Regions from separate parts of the Mus musculus genome. Here region 1 is linked to region 2. The links are chromatin contacts, called in public HiChIP or PLAC-seq maps. All regions are on one chromosome and are shown on one strand. The core of a region is the stretch at or near the end of the contact, and the rest is flanking DNA. Distances in the headings are between cores, read along the strand shown.

Region 1 (2,700 bases), core at 105-2,604, 430 kb before region 2:
ATGGAGTTTCAAGACATGGAATTTGGAACACTGGAAACTGCAATGTGGGCACCACCAATCTCAAAGTTGTCATCTTCATTGTCACAGTCTCCATGAAGTATCCTGATCCTATAGGATCCAAGATCAGGTCACCCTGAGTCTAGACTACAAGGTCCGTCAAATGCCATTGAGGATTTGGGTAGGCAGCTAAAGGGACACATTTCCTCTTTTTTTTTTTTTTTTTTTTTTTTTTTGAGACAGTTTCTCTGTCTAGCCCTGGCTGTCTTGGAACTCGATCTGTAGAGCAGGTAAATTCAGAGATCTACCTGCTTTCGCCTGCCGAGTACTGGGATTAAAGGTATGCACCACTACCACCTGGCAAATTTCCAATTTCTAATTTCAAACTCAAAGTAGATAGTCAATGGTAGATACTCTGTAAGATGACACTTAATCACACTTTAAAAAAAAGAGAGAGAAAGGAAATGTTATCTTTCTGCACCCTCTTGAGGCTTGAAATCAGAGCCATTTCTACGAATACCACACATCCAGGCGCTGTGTCTGCAATCCCAGCACTCGGGAAGAAGAAGCAGGAAGATGGAGAAGCCAGCTTGGGAGACGTAACAAGAGGAGACATCTATCTGAGAGGAAGGAAAAAAGGAAAAAGAGCACGGCGCTAGAGAACTGAGTTGGGGGTTAGGAGCACCCGCTGCTCCTGCAGAGGACCTGCATTAAGCTCCCTATCCCCACATTGGGGTGGATGACAACTGTCTTATAACTCTAGCTCCAGGGCATCCAATAGCCTCTGGGGCTGTTGTTGTATGTACATAGCCACATAGACAGGCATGCAAAAATAAAAATAAATCCTAGAAAGAAAACAAGGAGGTGGGGGAGACAGAGACAGACAGACAGACAGACAGAGGAAACCGTATCCACATTACCAATGCATAGTAGAATTTCACACGAACTCTTACTGCTCCTGGAAAGCCTGACTGTTCTTTTAGCACAGTGCATGGTTACTGCCCTTGTTAATTTATTAATTATTGTCAGCTAAGCAAATTGCAGTGAATGGATTCTCCGAGGCCAATCACCTAGCCAGCATGCATGCCTGCAGCCTTCAGAAGGAATGCCCTCAGATCTGACTCGTCCACCTCTGACAGTCGGCTTGCCTAAACTTATCCTTTACGTTTAGAAAAATTTGTGGGTTCCCGTCTGCCCAGGGGACTTTTTTTTTATTACTTGTTTATGCAAACAGTAAGTTGCATAAGAGCCTTGCTAGCCTTTTTTTTTTTTAAATGATTTCGTAGTTTCCTGGTAACCATTCAGTCATCTCTTTCAACACCCTGACATGACATAAAGCCGAGGGCTGAACCACACGTTCACCACACAGACACACACTCGCCTTGAGCCTTCGCTAGGTGAGGCACTCTGAAGCTGGACTGGCCAGATCCACTCATGAGCAAGTCAGACCATTTTCTAGTGATAAACGGCAAGAACTGCTGTGTGTTCCGAGATGAAAACATCGCCAAGGTCTTGCCACCGGTGTTGGGGCTGGAATTTGTGTTCGGACTCCTGGGCAATGGCCTTGCCTTGTGGATTTTCTGTTTCCACCTCAAGTCCTGGAAATCCAGCCGGATTTTCTTGTTCAACTTGGCCGTGGCTGACTTTCTCCTGATCATCTGCCTGCCGTTCCTGACGGACAACTATGTCCATAACTGGGACTGGAGGTTCGGAGGCATCCCCTGCCGTGTGATGCTCTTCATGTTGGCTATGAACCGACAGGGCAGCATCATCTTCCTCACCGTGGTGGCTGTGGACCGCTACTTCCGGGTGGTCCATCCACACCACTTCTTGAACAAGATCTCCAACCGGACGGCGGCCATCATTTCTTGCTTCTTGTGGGGTCTCACCATCGGCCTGACTGTCCACCTCCTCTATACAAACATGATGACCAAAAATGGCGAGGCATATCTGTGTAGCAGCTTCAGCATCTGTTACAACTTCAGGTGGCACGATGCTATGTTCCTCTTGGAATTCTTCTTGCCCCTGGCCATCATCTTGTTCTGCTCAGGCAGGATCATCTGGAGCCTGAGGCAGAGACAGATGGACAGACATGCCAAGATCAAGAGGGCCATCAACTTCATCATGGTGGTGGCTATTGTATTCATCATTTGCTTCCTACCCAGTGTGGCTGTGCGCATCCGCATCTTCTGGCTTCTCTACAAATATAACGTACGCAACTGTGACATCTACTCCTCGGTGGACCTGGCTTTCTTTACCACCCTTAGCTTTACCTACATGAACAGCATGCTGGACCCTGTGGTCTACTATTTCTCCAGCCCATCTTTCCCCAACTTCTTCTCCACGTGTATCAACCGCTGCCTTCGAAAGAAAACATTGGGTGAACCCGATAATAACCGAAGCACTAGTGTGGAGCTCACGGGGGACCCCAGCACAACCAGAAGTATTCCAGGGGCGCTAATGGCTGACCCCAGTGAGCCAGGCAGCCCCCCTTATCTGGCTTCCACATCTCGTTAAGTTACTATGACAAGAAGGGAGATTGCCGCTCAGGCCTGTGCTCTCTGGAGAGGCGATTTGGCCGTTCGTTGAACAGGGTAACATCTTCAGATTTGGCTTACGCTTTCTTGGAACTTCTAGATTCGGAGAATCGAATTTAGAGAAACGGCGTGGTGCAGTGAGCAGTTTTGGTTGCGAGGTGCAGCC
Region 2 (2,700 bases), core at 103-2,602:
TTCCCATGGGGAGCAAGGTCCTCTAGCAATTTCAGGTCTGGCCAGTGTGCAGTTCTAGTATTCAAATGAAATTAAGGAGCAAGTCTAAACTAAAAACACTTTTTCTATAACTGATACTCCATTCTTGTGACAGCCAGGAGTCCATGGTTGTGCCATGTGCTCATTAGTACCAGAATCTGACTGAGTACTATCTCAGAGATGACTTCAAAAGAAGAGTGACTACAAAGAGCTGTGTTGGACCCATGGCTCCAGGAAGAAACAGATGTTAGTGCCCTCTCAAGATCTGTGAGAGTTAACCAGTGGGCTAACCTAGGCCAATCATACCTCCGCTGTGCACCTATGAAAAAGGGGGCAGTGTGCTGTCAACCTCTTCCCCATCAGACTACACACACAGCTCTTGCAGGTAGGTATCATGATGAGAGTAGCAGGTACAGAAAAGGATATTGACCTATATATAAACAGTGCAAGCATTCCTTGGTTCTCCCCAACCGCTTGCTGAGATGTTTCTCTTATTCACAATACTTATGGCAAACAAAGTCAAATTTTAGCAGGAAAATATGCATTTCTAAGCCTCTACCATCTCATATTTCTGCAACATCTCTACAGCCAGCAAGTGGCGCTATACACACATAAAGAAACTAGTCCAAAACCCTGTCTGGTACACAGAATGGATGACTGACAAGTCCTACACCATCGCTCATAGTTATACGATGGCAAAAGCTACAAAGTGATGAAGGCTGGGGAGTGCAGCTCAGTGGTGGATGTGTTATAATTTCTGTCTGTTTCTTTCCTAATGTGCTCTCTGGCACCTCACAGAGGGAAGAGGGGCTATGTGTATAGGAGCCCTTCTTACACCACAAGTCGAGTTTCCCACAAAACTAGGAAAAGCTACTTTAAAAGACTCCATAAGGCAGCAGCAGAGGCAGTCACTCCATGAGAAAGCAGGGCACCCAAAAGCCTCTGATCAGGTTTCTGCTTTCCGCCCTGGTCTACACATCTTTCAGACAGTCCAACTACAAGGCTTCTTTAAATTATAGCCAGAAATACTAGAGAGCTTGTGAGACCACTGGCCCTGTACCTGGAAGTTTCTTCTACCTCATACTTCTGAACCGTGTGCTTCCTGTGTCATGGCCATGACCACAAGGGACATTTGCCAGGTACTTAGCCCAGCCTCCACCCCATGAGACAGCCATGGTCTAGCTCTTACTCATTTTAGGACTGCTGGTCCAGTGCTTCTAAACCCAGTTATTAAAACAATTGCTTAATGTTTCCATGAAGACGTCTTCATACACTCTGCCCCTACCCCCCCCCTTCCTAGAAGGAGGGTTGCTGACACAAAACAGGAAGTTCACAGGACAACAAAGGCCCCTCTTACAATTTTGTTGGATGGAGTTAGCAAACCATGAATTCTTCAGCGGTCTGGCAAAAGACTGCTTTGGAATGAAAATTAAAGTGCAAGCCTCAGAAGGAAAGCACTGGGCTATCAAGAACACAGGAGGGCAGGACTGGATCACGGATTCTGCTCGCTGGGGTAAATTAGACACCGACTCTTGTTCATTCTCTCCAAAAGGAAGCCAACACAGAGAGTACAGGCTGCTGATTACAGCTCTGGGTCACTCACTGATCAATTCAACCGCATCACCTCTTCACTTGTCCTGGTGATGCTCCTGAATCTCCACTGGTAAAGCACCCCCAACGCAAAGGGAAGCAGGCACGGACGGTCAGGTCCTGCTCTGCTCTCCTCTCCTCTCCGTTGGGGAGCAAGCTGCTCACGCTCCGTTGGGGAGCAAGCTGCTCACGCTCACCCTGCTTGTCTACTTGAGAGTGGACATGGAAAAACAAACAACTGCAGCCAATACTTTTTTATTGGTAATGACTGAGTTCACTTCTTTCAGAAGACATCTTCTCTTCTGAGTAGTTGAGACAAAAATCTGGCCCCTGTGAGACCCTGGGAATCTTTCAGTCTGTTGAAATACCAGGTTAAACACATTCCAAGAGATCTGTGCAAACTAAATTCTTTTGTATACTTCTAAGGTGCCTGAGACAACAAGACTTCATTTATTTATGGAAAGTGTGCTTTATCTTGGGAGTTGTGCTCAAGCATTAGCTTGCTGTCTGTAGAATGAGTGCTTCGGAGCCTGACATGAAACCATCTCAAGAGCCCACAGGTCCCATAACATTCGGTTGCTTTTCTGAACACTGTCAACATCACATCTGTCTTTCTGAATAATCCTATATGCCGCATGGTACTGGTGTGAAACATCACTGTACTGGAAGAATTAGTAGAGGACTTCAGTAATGTACCTGAGCTAAAATGACCGAGGCGTTAGGGGTGCACAGAAACCACCATGATTTGTATAACATTTTGAAGTGAATTAATATTTTTGAACATGCTTCTTCAACAGCCAGTGTTATATTTTTCAGATCAACACAAAGCACAATGGTTACTACTCTATAAACTCAATATTTTCAAATTCACATATTTAAAGTCATGCAAGCTGCAACTTCCCTGTCAGAATTACTGGCTGCCAAATTTATACCTGTTTCTTCAGCTGTACTTTTTGATATTTAGAATTTTTAAATTTCTGTAAAGTAGGTTTTGTAGACTGTAATGTGTTCACTGCCTTTGTGAAGCGGTATATAATTGTATAATTTCGTGTGTAACTGAATGCTTGGGCTTTCAATACAGTATTCATATAA

The links. HiChIP or PLAC-seq counts read pairs in DNA pulled down with a chosen protein or histone mark.
Region 1: a contact with region 2 is called in an H3K4me3 HiChIP or PLAC-seq map of bone marrow-derived macrophages, with 5 times the contacts expected there. The contact joins the promoter of Hcar2 here to the enhancer-like site in region 2. A contact is called at or near these places in 3 of 39 promoter capture datasets (embryonic stem cells, liver and stem cell-derived epiblast-like cells) and 3 of 115 datasets of contacts at active chromatin or transcription factors (bone marrow-derived macrophages, large pre-B cells and microglia).

Annotation. Positions count from the first base shown.
Region 1 is chr5:123,864,170-123,866,869 of GRCm38.p6, reverse strand. It overlaps Hcar2 (hydroxycarboxylic acid receptor 2), which reads left to right and starts at 1,354. Exons shown (of 1, transcript NM_030701.3): 1 at 1,354-2,700. The coding sequence starts at 1,432. The coding sequence ends at 2,514.
Region 2 is chr5:123,434,928-123,437,627 of GRCm38.p6, reverse strand. All of the region lies in intron 1 of Mlxip (MLX interacting protein), which reads right to left. Among named protein-coding and RNA genes, the nearest start is that of Mlxip, 41 kb to the right of the region's middle. Within about 2 kb of position 1,352, at least 90 of the 459 cell types and tissues checked have an H3K27ac peak or open chromatin away from gene starts, as enhancers often do. A contact at or near this core is called in bone marrow-derived macrophages, liver and microglia, where this site is marked.